Regions from separate parts of the Mus musculus genome. Here region 1 is linked to region 2. A link is a contact called in public HiChIP or PLAC-seq data. All regions are on one chromosome and are shown on one strand. Each heading gives the region's core, a stretch centred on a gene start, on an enhancer-like site or on the middle of the called end of the contact. The rest is flanking DNA. Distances are from core to core; before and after follow the strand shown.

The links. HiChIP or PLAC-seq counts read pairs in DNA pulled down with a chosen protein or histone mark.
Region 1: an H3K4me3 HiChIP or PLAC-seq map of embryonic stem cells shows a contact between it and region 2, with 11 times the contacts expected there. The contact joins the enhancer-like site here to the promoter of Zfp981 in region 2. A contact is called at or near these places in 1 of 15 datasets of contacts at CTCF or cohesin (large pre-B cells), 1 of 484 Hi-C or Micro-C datasets (bone marrow-derived macrophages) and 12 of 115 datasets of contacts at active chromatin or transcription factors (acute myeloid leukemia, bone marrow-derived dendritic cells, embryonic limb bud and 4 more).

The regions. Positions count from the first base shown.
Region 1 is chr4:147,403,197-147,409,469 of GRCm38.p6, reverse strand. No RefSeq gene overlaps it. Among named protein-coding and RNA genes, the nearest start is that of Gm46898, 5.4 kb to the left of the region's middle. Within about 2 kb of position 2,424, at least 77 of the 459 cell types and tissues checked have an H3K27ac peak or open chromatin away from gene starts, as enhancers often do. A contact at or near this core is called in embryonic stem cells, expanded potential stem cells, neural tube and 1 more, where this site is marked.
Region 2 is chr4:146,496,436-146,503,262 of GRCm38.p6, reverse strand. It overlaps Zfp981 (zinc finger protein 981), which reads right to left and starts at 1,263. Exons shown (of 5, transcript NM_001243138.1): 1 at 1,119-1,263. It also overlaps the pseudogene Vmn2r-ps16.

The DNA.
Region 1 (6,273 bases), core at 1,175-3,674, 910 kb before region 2:
TATCCTGTATTTCCTGGGGTTTTTTGTTTGTTTGTTTGTTTTTTTGTTTTTGTTTTGTTTTCCTTTGGTTAGGAGCTTTTTGCTTTTTGCATTGTCTCTGACTGTTGTGTCCATGTTTTCTGTGGTATCTTCTGCACCTGAGAGTCTCTCTCTTCTATCTCTTTTATTCTATTGGTGATGCTTGCATCTATGACTCCTGATCTCTTTCCTAGGTTTTTTGTCTCCAAGTTTGTCTTCCTTTGTGATTTCTTTATTGTTTCTACTTCCATTTTTAGAATCTGGATGAGTTTGTTCAATCCTTTGCTTGTTTGGTTGTATTTTCCTGTAATTCCTTAAGGGATTTTTATGTTTCCTCTTGAAGGGTTTCTAGCTGTTTATCCGAGTTCTCCTGTATTTCTTTAAGAGAGTTATTTATGTTCTTCTTAAATTCCTTTATCATCATCATGAGATGTGATTTTAAACAGAGTCTTGCTTTTCCTGTGTGTTGGGGTATCCAAGGCTTGCTGTAGTGGGAGAACTGGGTTCTAATGATGCCAAGTAGCCTTGGTTTCTGTTGCTTATATTCTTGTGCCTGCCTCTTGCCATCTGGTTTTCTGTGGTGTTTTCTGGTCTTTCTGTCTCTGACTGTGGCTTGTCCCTCCTGTAAGCCTGTGTGTCAGCACTCTTGGGAGACCAGTTCTCTTATGGTGGGATTTGGGTATGGAGAGCTGTGGCACAAGGTCAGCTCCGAGTGCAGATAGATTCTAGAAGGATCTGGTCCCAGGCTGCTTCTTGGTTCCTGTGTCCTGAGGGCTCTAGGAGGGTCCTCTTGGGCTGGGTATTTGAGCAGAAGTGGTGGTCTTACCTGTGCTCTCAGGTGTGTCAGCACTCCTGGAAGACCAGCTTTCTCCCAGAGGAATTTGGGTTTGGAGAGCTGTGGCACAGGGTCAGCTCCAGGAGCAGATGGAAACCAGAAACTCTTTATTATTTTTAACTTATTAACAAATATATCCAGTTTAAATAATTTTTTACAATATACTTCATTCTTCTTGTTATCATGAAATTTAGAAAACAATTTTAATGAGTTAATTAAAAATGGAAGACCAAGAGGCTTTATCTAAAACACATAAAACATAGTGTTTTAGATATCTGTTATAAGTAGTTAAAATACATTAGTAGTTTTGTGACCAAATTTAAATTAAGTATGTGTTAAAATTTAAGCCATTATGCAGTGTAAGAGGACATGGAGTTTTGTTGTTAGAAACAGCATTTACTTTTATTGTACTTAAGAGGTAACAAAATATGATAAGACATCCAGATCAGGATAGAGTTTGACTTAATTATTCATTTTTAAGCTAATAACAAGGATAACTAATTTTTAAAAATATATCATTATGTTGCAATATATTAATCATCTGTAAACTCTAAAATATCTGTATAAGCCTTAAAGTAGGTTCTTAAATAATAATTTAAAAAGTTATTTAGAGTTATCTCTTACATAGTTCTTGAAAAGCGCATTCGTTTGACTTTAAAGAGGCAGAAGTAGTAAGAAAATCACATAAACATCTTCAAAGCGTTCATATTCATATGTCTATTGCCATATATGTGATATGTATACGAAAGCACAGGCATAAATCATCCTTTTAATCTTTGGAATAGAGTTTAGTATTTCAAGGGAGTGCACAGGAAGATCATATCCTACAGAAGGTGCAACCATCTCTTAAAGTTAATGTAGGTCCTCAAGAAATATGGGACAAGTTAATGTATATCCTCAAGCAATACAGGCCAGAAGTGGGATAAGGATCAAAGAGATAGCATCTAGACCAGTACAGTGGGAGTATGTATATCTTACCCTAAAAGCAGATTTGAAAATGTTTTATTTAAAAACTCATATTAGGTGCGAGCTGAACCACCTGGGTGCGATGTGCAGAGGTAGAGCATCCGCCAGCGAGGCTCCGGAGCCCAGGTCCGAAGAAGCGGGGTCCAGAGCCGGCGCCTCGCGCCACAGGCCGCCCCCCGGGCTCAGGAGCCTAAGGAGCCGCAGCGAAGGGAGGGAGGCGCCGCGCCGTTCGCGTCCCCCGTCTCAGGACTCCACAGCCCGCGCCGGCGGCCCTCACTCCTCCAGGCTTCGGGAGGGCTCGCGGCGGTGGGGTAGCCAGGCGGAGCTCTGGAAGCCGCGGTCGCGTGGCGTCGTGCTCCGGCTCCAGCCGCCGCCGGCCCCGCCAGCCAGCCGCGCCGCCCTGCTCCGTCCCGGGCTGCGTTCGCCGGCGCTCCTCGCCGCTGTGGAGACAATGGAGGGCGGCAGAGCGCACGCGCGGCCCGCGCCCCCTCCCTCCTCTCGCACCCCCCCCCCCCGCCGGGTTAACCCTTTCGCGGCCCCTGCGGCGCAACGGCGAGCTGCGGCCTCGGAGGTCCCCACCCACCCACCGCCTGCGCCCCGGGCGGTCCAGGGACAGGACGTCTCCAGCCGCGACAGAGATAACACTTCCTCTGGAACACAGCTCTGCTGTAGTCGCGGCGAAAGTCGAATCACTATCTTCAAAACGAGACCCTGAGTGGGGGGAGGGGTAACGACGGTTTTAGCGGGTAGGAAGGAAACATGAAGAAGAAAGAAAAACCAACTAATAAAGCCTACCTGGGTTTGAGGGTCACTGGGCGAGCTCCCCTCCCACCACAGACCTGTCCTCACAGCACCCTCTGGTGGATATGCTGTCCATTCGTTTGGAGGTTCTCCATCCAAGGACCCCAGTCAACCTTAGGAAGTTTACCATGGGGGGTGGGGGGTGGGGGGGGGAGGGAGGGGGGAGGGAGTCAGCTTGGACCCAAACACCTGGAGTCTTTATTTGGGATTAGCTGTTAGGAGATACAACAGTGCCCCAGTGGCGCCTAGACTTTGCTGTCGTTAGATCAGAACCAACTATTTGGGTCTAAATCGATTCCTTAGGCTAGAATATAATCCTCAAAATCAATAGGTGGATTAAAAAAAAAAAAACCGGCAAAATAGAACCATGCAGCGGAGCTGTTTTAGAAACTCCTTGCCCAAGGCCGATTGCTGTTTTGTTTATCATGTATTTTGACATAGAGCCATATTTTGACATAGAGCTACGAGGCAAGGGCACAGTACTCAATATTTGTTGACCAAATTGCAAAAAAAAATAAAAATAAAAACTCATATTAATCATCTCCCTTTAAGATATGGTCCCTTTAAGACGAGTACTCTGGCTTTTATGTCGACATGTATTATGAAAACAACAATAAAACATATAACCATATATATATTCATACATAATAGACATTTAATAGCTGGGTGGTCAGCCATGGTGCATGGTTTCTAATTACAGCACCCAGAAGGCAGAGTCCCAGAAACTATCTCAAAAAAAAAAAAAAAAATCAAAACCACAAAAAAAGAAAGAAAAAATTTTCAACATTATTATTTGTTTGTATTACATTTCCTATAATCCTCATTGTGAAAAGGAAACAAAATAGAGATCTTCAGTAAACATGTAAATCTATTAATTTATAGATGGCCCAGTACAAAAACAAACAAACAAGCAAACAAAAACACATACATACAAACATAAATACACTTAACAGTTTTATACTAAGAATAGTGTGGCCTACTCAATTATTCTTTTTATATTATATGTAGGAAAGTGACTTAGAACGTTAAAGAAACAATAAGGGTGGCTGGTGAGATGGCTCAACAGTTAAGCGCTCTAACTGCTCTTCCAAAGATCCTGAGTTCAAATCCCAGCAACCACATGGTGGCTCACAACCATCCATAATGAGATCTGATACCCTCTTTTGGAGTGTCCAAAGACAGCTACAGTGTACTTACATATAATACATAAGTAAATCTTAAAAAAAAAAGAAATAAGATAAGTCACCACTGGGATAACCATCAAAACAATTTATGAATTATGCAAAACTGCCACAATGTCCTCAAGCAAGATAGCTGCGTATAATGGTCAAAAGCATAGACAGATGGGAGGGAGAATCCTCTGGCTCAACGTTGTAGCATTCATTAAACAAACTTAGACTTAAAAAATAAACAAGAGTATTTTGAAGAAATAATATGAATTTTATGTTATTATATATATATATATATATATATATATATATATATATATATATATGAGATGAAATAGTATGTATATTTAGCTTCTGTTTTGGAAGGAAATCCTGATCAATTTTATGTATATGACATTAACTTTTATAGCTTAATGAAATCTTGACCCAACAAATGTTATTTTTTCTTTTCTCCCACTTCTTTTTTTTAAAGTTTTTAAAAATGTTATTATTTTAAAACAATAAGCATTTTAAGGTTTATGAAACATTTAACATTTCCAAATATATTATTATTGTTTTTAAAAACTTTTTGTTGATTCTTTGTGAATTTCATCATGTACCCCAATTCCACTCATCTCATCTCTTCATATCTGCTTTCTACCCTTGCAACCTCCTCCCTTAAATAAAATAAAATAATAATAATAATAATAAATACAGCACAGAAAACATCTCATTGTGTAAGCTACAGCTTTGATCTACAGGACCAGCCCTTTCACAAGCTCCAGCAGTTCAGAGGTGAGGTAGATGTTGGAGTGGCCCAACTCAAAGCCCTGGATCTGAACCTAGGGGATAGCTGAGTTAGTCAGCCTGCCAGCTCTCCTGCACCCACACCACCAGGGTGAGCTCTCCAGCACTGCCCTGGCCAGCTCACCCCGTGCTGCAGCTGGCAAGGGGCAGAATCAGCTCTCCTGCTCTCTCTTGAGGTTTGGTCTGTTACTATGTATTTAATACTAAATTCTGTACCTGAAGGTCTGGGCCTTGTGCAAACCTGGCCCAGGTAGACAAATTAGTTAGCCTCTAGTCCTCTAGTCCTGTAGCATTCCTATCTCTCCAGAGTATTGGAGTTCTGATATGTCAACCCCTTTCTGTAAGCAATCATCCTTTTTTTGGAGGGGGCTGGGAGTGTTGTTTTTTTTGAGACAGGAATTCTCTGTGTAACCCTGGCTTTCCTGGAACGGGTTCTATAGATGGAGCTGGCATCAAACTCAGAGATCCTCTTGCCTTTGCTTCCCGAATACTCAGTTTAAAAGGGTCTGCCACCACATCCAGGCTCCGTCAGTCTTTTCAGGAGCTCTTGTTCACAGGAAGAAGAGTTCAAAAAGGAGTTTGTTGTCAGTTTATAGATGTGAGCTTTAGAGAACGAAGCAAGAGGTCCTGAGAAGCAGGGCACCAGCAAACTGCTGGCCTAGGGTCTTTGTGTAAGACTCATGGCAGGAACTGAAGTGGGGCAATGAGGAAGGGATGGGTTGGCCACTCCAGTTGTCCCAATCATGATCCTGTCCTATTCTACTTTTGAGTCATGTTCTCATACATAGATTGCAAATATGTTCATTTGAGGGAAGAAAGCAATCAAGAAAGCAGAAATCCTTTCTTAAATCCCCGTCTTCTGGCCCAGGCATTGCCTTTCAGCTGCAGTGTTGAAATTAAGCCAAACATGGTGTCTTGTATATAGCAGCAGTTTCTTGCCCAGAAAAAAAATAATCAGATGAAGAAATGGTTGTTCCTATAATAGTTTATATGAAATTAATCGTCATGTCTAGGATTCCTTGGATTGATGAGAGAGAGACAGACAGACAGACAGACAGCCTTAGAGAGACAGACAGACAGAGAGACAGAGAGAAACAGAGAGGGACAGAGAGAGAGACAGAGACAGACAGAGACAGAGAGACAGACAGAGAGGCGACAGGCTCTCGTCGAGTTTCTGTTGCATCTTGGAGATGAAAGGGTTTACTCCATCTGACAGATTCCAGTCTATCACTGAGGGAAGCCAAGGCCAGACCTTAAGGTAGGAGTTTGAAGCAGACGCCACCGAGGAATGCTGCTTGCTGGATTGCTCCTAGGCCTGCTGAGCTACCCTTTTATAAAACCCAGGTCATAGTACTTCAAATGGTGGGCCTGGGCCTCCTATGTCAACCAGCAATAAAGACAATGCCCCACATATGCCACAAGCCAATCTGTATAGGCAAATTCTCAATTTATATTCATACTTCCAAGTTGACCATAGCCTATGTCAACTTGACAATAAAAACTAGACAGTATACTAATCATTTTCTCCTTTTATTAAAAATACATTTTTCTTACATAATATATCATGATTATAATTTCTCCTTCCTCTACTCCTCCCAGTTTCTCCCCATCTCCCTTCACATCCATATTCCTTTTTGTCTTTTAACAGATAACAGTCATCTAAAGGGTAATAACATTGTACTGCATTGTACTGCATTG
Region 2 (6,827 bases), core at 14-2,513:
TTGACCACCGATATACCCTTTTTGGCCCTTGTCCTAGTATTATTCAGCCTTGATTTTTAACTGTTAATCTTTAACTGAACTTCCTTGTAACTTTTGAGAACTCAGCTCTGGTACTTTTTCATGCCTTGCAAAATGGCGTTACTGCAGCTAGCTTGCTAAGCCTTATGGTGGGGTCTTTCAGCATGTGACCAAAGTCTACCTCTTGGTCACGATGTATTATTTGATAAAGCTGGCCCACATGGTGGAATTGGTTTTTCTCTGGGGACACTCAGGGTTAACAGAACCTACTATATATCTTCAAGTCTGATAATCTGTCTAACACATATTCTCTATGAATGATTATTATTCACCTTACTGCATTTTCTTCTCAGGGTCTTCTTTTCTTTTCTTTTCTTTTCTTTTCTTTTCTTTTGTATTTATAACCACCTATTGAATTCAATTTTCATATCCTATGTTGTCCTCATTTCCTTAAGGAAATTTCTCCTCACAAGTACCTTGCTGCAATCCTGTCTTCAAGTTTTATTCAAACCTAAGGTACGATATTAATAACAAAGCATATGTAGACACATTTCTCAATGATGTATTTACATCAAAGACTGCATATACCTCTGTGTTCAGCTAATGGAGAATATAACTTTGCTTCGTTAATGTTAATATTTACAGCCATATGATGGTGCTTTATAAGGAATATTTTCTAATTCGATCAAATCTGTACTGGTCCCCATATGACAAATACCTACAAAGCTCTCTCGGGATGCCTGCTCAGTTCCCTGGAGAAAGGGAAATAAAATGGCAAATGGAGGAACAGGGGAGTTAAGAAAGCATGAACGAATTTGAATTCGAGGAGCTTTATTAAGGCCTTTGCAAAGACAACCCTCCCAGTATAGTATATAAAGCCCAGAGAGGGCCAAGGATCTACAGGGTTGTTTTAGAAAAATATTCTGGCAACCATAAAATTAATTAAAACATCACCATAAACTCAATTCACAGGAACTCAAACTTCCTGATAATAGTAAGATATCCACAACAGAATTGTAAGGGTGGCAGCAGAAAATGCACCCCTGCTCCACATGCCTGCCCTGCTCCTACCCATTTCCCAACCCAAGAGCTCCTCTGACCTGGCAGGTGACAGGACCAGCTGCTGAATATCCTAGGAGGCCAGCACAGCAACTGCACCTTAAGGAAGTTTTCAGGTTCAGCAAACACTAGGCACTAGTCTCCCTCCATGACTTCCTGACCACGAGGCAGGCGAAATACATTGAGAATGCTGGAATGGCGGAAATTCCTGTCACTTCCTCCTGGTTCCTCAGAGCCACTCCTTCTGAATCCGCCCAATATTCACCAGCTTCCTGATGTTCTTCTAAGCCCACCTACTTCAGGACTTTTTAATTAATTAGCTTCCCAGTTCTTCAGAGCAATTTTTGTTGGTTTGGATTTTTTCCTCCTTGCTTGCTTATTTAATTCATTGATTGATTTTTTGATTGATTGATTGATTGATTGATTGATTCTTTGGGGGGTTTTGTTTTGTTTTGTTTTGTTTTGTTTTGGTTTGGTTTGGTTTTTTTGAGACAGGGTTTCTCTGTGTAGCCCTGGCTGTCCTGGAACACACTTTGTAGACCAGGCTGGCCTCGAACTCAGAAATCTGACTGCCTCTGCCTCCCAAGTGCTGGGATTAAAGGCGTGGGCCACCACGCCCGGCTGATTCTTTGTTTTTATTTTGTCTTTTTCTTAAACTTATCTAATCATGCAGGAGGCCCACCCTCCCCATCAGGAACCACTCCTCCAACTCTGTTGTGGAAACACAACTTCTCAGGATCTACTCTGCTCAGCTTCCCACAAGGTTACTGCCAGACTAGACCAGAACTGAATGTAGTAGGACACTGCACCTGGGTTCTGAATCCTTCAGATATAATAGATCCTGTCTAACTTCTCACATTATGAGTCTAGTCTAAAAATGCACACAATTAAGCAGTCCCTCTGAATTCTGATGCTCAATACCCAAAACAAAGTAAAACTAAGATAAAATGTCTTTTGCTCAAACTATCAACTATGTATGTATCTTATAAGGAGAGCAATTTACATGATATCCTAGGTAAAGAATTGAAAACCCAGAGTCATGATCAAAGAGATCAAAGTGTGTAAGCCACATATGTCAACTGATAGAGGACAGGAACAAAATGATTCGTGGGCAAAAGAATAATAGCAAAAGCCTGAAGGAAAGGAGGACAACATAGGATATGAAAATTGAGTTCAATATGTGCTTAGAAATAAACAAGGAAAAGAGCCTGAAAAGAAAATGCAGTAAGGCAAATAATAATATCTCATAGAGAACGTGTGAGAGACAGATTATTAGACTTGGACAAAAGGTAGAGGAGCTGGATACCTTAGTCAAAGAAAATGATGAATTAAAATGAAGTCAGGTTTAGGCACAATATTATTTACTGCTTGAAGGGTGAGGCAATAAAGAAAAATTTCTTTGAATAAGCGTCTAGATTTTTGTCAAAAGAAAGAATAAAGAAAGGAAAGAAGGAAGGAAGGAAGGAAGGAAGGAAGGAAGGAAGGAAGGAAGGAAGGAAGGAAGGAAGGAAGGAAGGAAATAGAAAAAGACCTACAGTATATACTACACTATTTAGCCATTTGTTCATAGAAGATTCCCTGACTGTGCTCTATAATACTCTATGTACACCCATGCATATCTTCATAGGCTGGGAAAAGAAGACTAAAGAATTACCAAAGTCCCCTTAGAGAATATGGCATGAGGTCAACTCTTTACATGAAAGTAATGAGTTCCAGGATTCTTTTGTGACTTCTGAGGTTCAAAAACTTTGTGATAACGGTGAGAGTTCGTTAAAATGGATTCTGGCCAGCATAGAAGTGAGAGCTCAGAAGCACAAGCCCAGACCTGATGGTCTTTCTTTAGAGAACAGGGTTCTGAGCCCATGGACACCTTTCAGAATGCAGGGCTACTTGTTACCCATTGTGGTGAGTTTTATATTTTCCCATATTGTGCTTATGCAAAAAAAAAAAAAAGAGAGAAAAATTATGTCACAAGTTAATGGATTCTGCATATGTGAACAGATTAAATACGCTGGTAATTAATAATGCATCTGAGTTAAGGAAAGAATCAATACCCTTTCCCTCAGAGGTAATTTAACTAACTGTGAGTCCAAAGTTGAATTCTCTTCTTCGTCTTATCTGAGCCTTCCATCCTGTGTGTCTATTCAGTTAATTTAAATCTGTAACTTGCTGAATACTGCCTTGTGTATCTCTCACTTCCTGTGTGTCTGACTTTGTCTCCATGTTTGTGTCTATCTGTGTACTCTGTGTGTATGTCTGTTGGCTTTTGTATCTCCATTGCTGGTCTTAAGAAAGACCTTTGCAATATTTTCAGGAACATCAAGAAAACCCCATTATATGGGGAAGGAATGGTATAGTATACAGAAATCTTTAACAGAGTTTTAAAAAGGATGAGGTAACTGGCTCCAAGTGATTACAGACATCACCGTTTATCAATCAGTACACATAATGGTATATTCATTTTGGAAGGTTATGCTAAGCCTCTGCATTTCATGCTTTCAGCAAATGACACTCAGGCAGTTTCTGGACATGCCTTGAAAAAGTACATAAATTACCACTGTATCAATAAATTATCATTGCACCAATGCATCATGTTAGGTTTTAAAAGTTGGTAACAAGAGAAATACAAGGAAAATAACGTTTGTTTTTACATTGTTCTTTGAAAAAAATGCTAAACCATAAAGTTGAATACACAGTAGAACTGGAGTTTTAAATCTTAAATTTCTTCAAGTTGCATTCATTCCGGTTGTAAGGTCCAAGAAAAATCACCATCTATTAGAAGGTAAGAACTTTTGTACACTGCATTGCCACACTTGTGGCTCTGCCAATGCATAGAAAAGCACCATGGTACAAGACTCCATGGACTTTGGCTGGCTGTATTCTTAATAAGGTGTTTGGAATTTAAAAAAAAAAAAAAAACAAAACGAACCAGCTTATAAGTGTATGAAGGTGATTCTAATGAAGTCTCTGAATTCTGACAGAGATGGAGTTCCAGTTGATCGTGTCTTTTCCACTGGGTTTTATCAACTGAGTTGTTCTACAAAGTGGTTTCATAAATGTAAGCAAACACTGCAGGGCATTGACAATAAAGGTGTTGCTTTTTAGAAACTGACAATAAGTCTTCATTGTTAACAAGCAGACTTACACAACTCACTGTGTATGAAGAGGTCAAGCTGGTGCCTCCAAGAACATTGGCTCTTATGTTCCACAGTCCTCATTATGGAAAGGGCTTTGCAAGCAACAAAAAGTGAAATATATAACAGAACCAACAAAAAAGACATTGATCTAAAATTTGTCCTTCCTCCAAAATATGCTAGGTCAATGATGTCATGAATTTATCGTGAATAACCAATCAATATCTAATTTGACTTAAATACCCAAAGCACCCTTGTGATTATATATATATATATATATATATATATATATACATATATATATATATATATATATATATGCACATTGCATATGTACGTGAGTGTAGTGGGAGTACTTGTGCACACACCAGTGTTATAAATTATGTGAAGGAGTTTTCTATATAATTTAAAGCACAGGCCTTTCATTGGAGCAGTCTACCAATCATCATTTAAATTTCAGACTATTCAAGCCTATGACCTCATTCATAGCTTGCTCTTTACCTCTCTGCCCCTGTTCCCACTTATCTGTTCTCTTCTATGTCTCACACTAAATCTGTTCCACCTGCTTTTTCTTCCCTACATCACTTTTTCCATCCAGAAATTCCACCCTCCAATTCTTGTCCCAGGAATTGAATGTTAGGTTTTTTCTTACAAGCAATCAGGTGTGAGACATCTCCAGAATTCTGTGGATTACCTCTAGGCATAGAGAGCTGCCTGCCATTCAAATATCTCAGCAGGTGTGGAGACAAGTATTTACAAATGTAAGCCTGGTGATGGGCCATAGAAATGACAATATCAAGATCCTGCTAGCACTTAGTTATCTACCAATATAGCAGTAAACATTTAAAAATACAGAGACACACCTGCATAAAAGTTTGGAAAATTAACTTCAACCCATGTGAAGAGTTCAGAAAGGCCAAAAGAGGAAATTGGGGCCCACAGGGTGGAAAGTCACTTTGACTTAGAATAGTCTGGCCTCAAATGAAGAATAATACACCTGCCCCAATGTTCTGATTGCTGGGATTATGCCAGCAACACTTGCATGTTTGATGTCTATAGAGTCAAGCAATGTAATTGAAATGAAATAAAACTTGAGACCTGTGATTCATGTAATGTACGTCAAATAGCCCAAAGAGTTGTTCGTGAGCTTTGAAACCTGGGGCTGAGAACATAGCAGAACAGACTAGGACATGCCCGGGCAGGCCCATCGCCTCCCTATCTCCCTCCCCTCTGACCTAAGTTAAATGTTACAGGCTGCTGATGTTTAAATGGACGAATCACGTGAAACTGCGCCAATTCCTCCCCCAGCCCCACTCCTTTTCTATTAAAAACCCCTAGCTTCCAAGCCTCGTGGTCGAATCCACTGTCTCCTGTGTGAGATAAGTTTCGACCCGGAGCTCCACCATTAAAATACCTCGTGTTGTTACATCAATGTGTTGTGTTCTATTCGTGATTCTTGGGTGCACGCTGAATTGGGAGCTGAGTGGGGGTTTCCCCACTAGGTTCTTTCATAATCACACTTTGTATATCTGAACAACATAATTTATATTCTTTAAAAATATTTGACTGTCTTTCTATTTACACTAACACAACATTAACATCTTAAGAACTAGAAACATCCATAAAATATATTTTTTCTGTAGAGAGCAAAAGGACCTTGTGGTCAAAAATAAGCTCTAAGGTAACCAGGAATATAAAATCCCAGAGTTCTCTCTTCAGTAGAAGAGAAGTACACTTTTTTTCTGACCAGAAGTGAGGGAATGGATATAGTAAGTGGCATGGTGAGCTGTGCTAGATGTAGTGCCACAAAACACCTGAAGGTCCCAAACTATGACATTGTCCCAGTCAATCTTCCCTTGATCATTGTTTCTCAGGCAATACAAACACACCTTGCAGGAGATGTACCTTGTAGCTTGGTGTCCTCAACACTGTATACTTGATCCTCCTCTAGGCCCTTTAGTTTTAGAATCCAACTTTAAGAAAGACTCACATGTACTTTGCAAAAGACTTTTGAGGTAGTCACACTTTCATCTTCACTGTGCACAGAGGATTGAGACAATTATTACCAAGAACTAACTTTCCAAAATTATACTGTGCTTAATTATATCTAAAATAAACCACCCTGGGGTCAGAATCTAAAGTTACACTCAACATTGTCTACAGGGAGAATGGTTAGCATACTTACAGGTTTTAACTACTCAGAAATCCCTGAGTTTGCTCAAGCTCAGAACATAAAATACCAGCAATCTCCAACCGCAGATATTTCCAATCCTGAAAATCCATCACCTATAACTAAACCCTATACAAAGCCTGCCTCCCACTCATTTCTCTTCTGCTTATCACCTGAGCAGGGACAGGCTCCATCCAGTGTTCTTCCCAGTCATTATCTTGTGTGTGGTTAATTGTCCCATGGGGCTTTGCAGTTTATCTTGACTTCTGAGTACCAGGAGACTTTTTACTTCAGATGTTAACACAGGCACTGGGAAAGATTTTCTCTGAGTGCTGTAGGAATTTCATTGGCTATAACCCACAACACACCCACAACCAGTGCTGAAATAATTACAGAGAGGTATTGAACTAGATTTCTTTTTTGTCTCATGGATTGTTACGCTACCA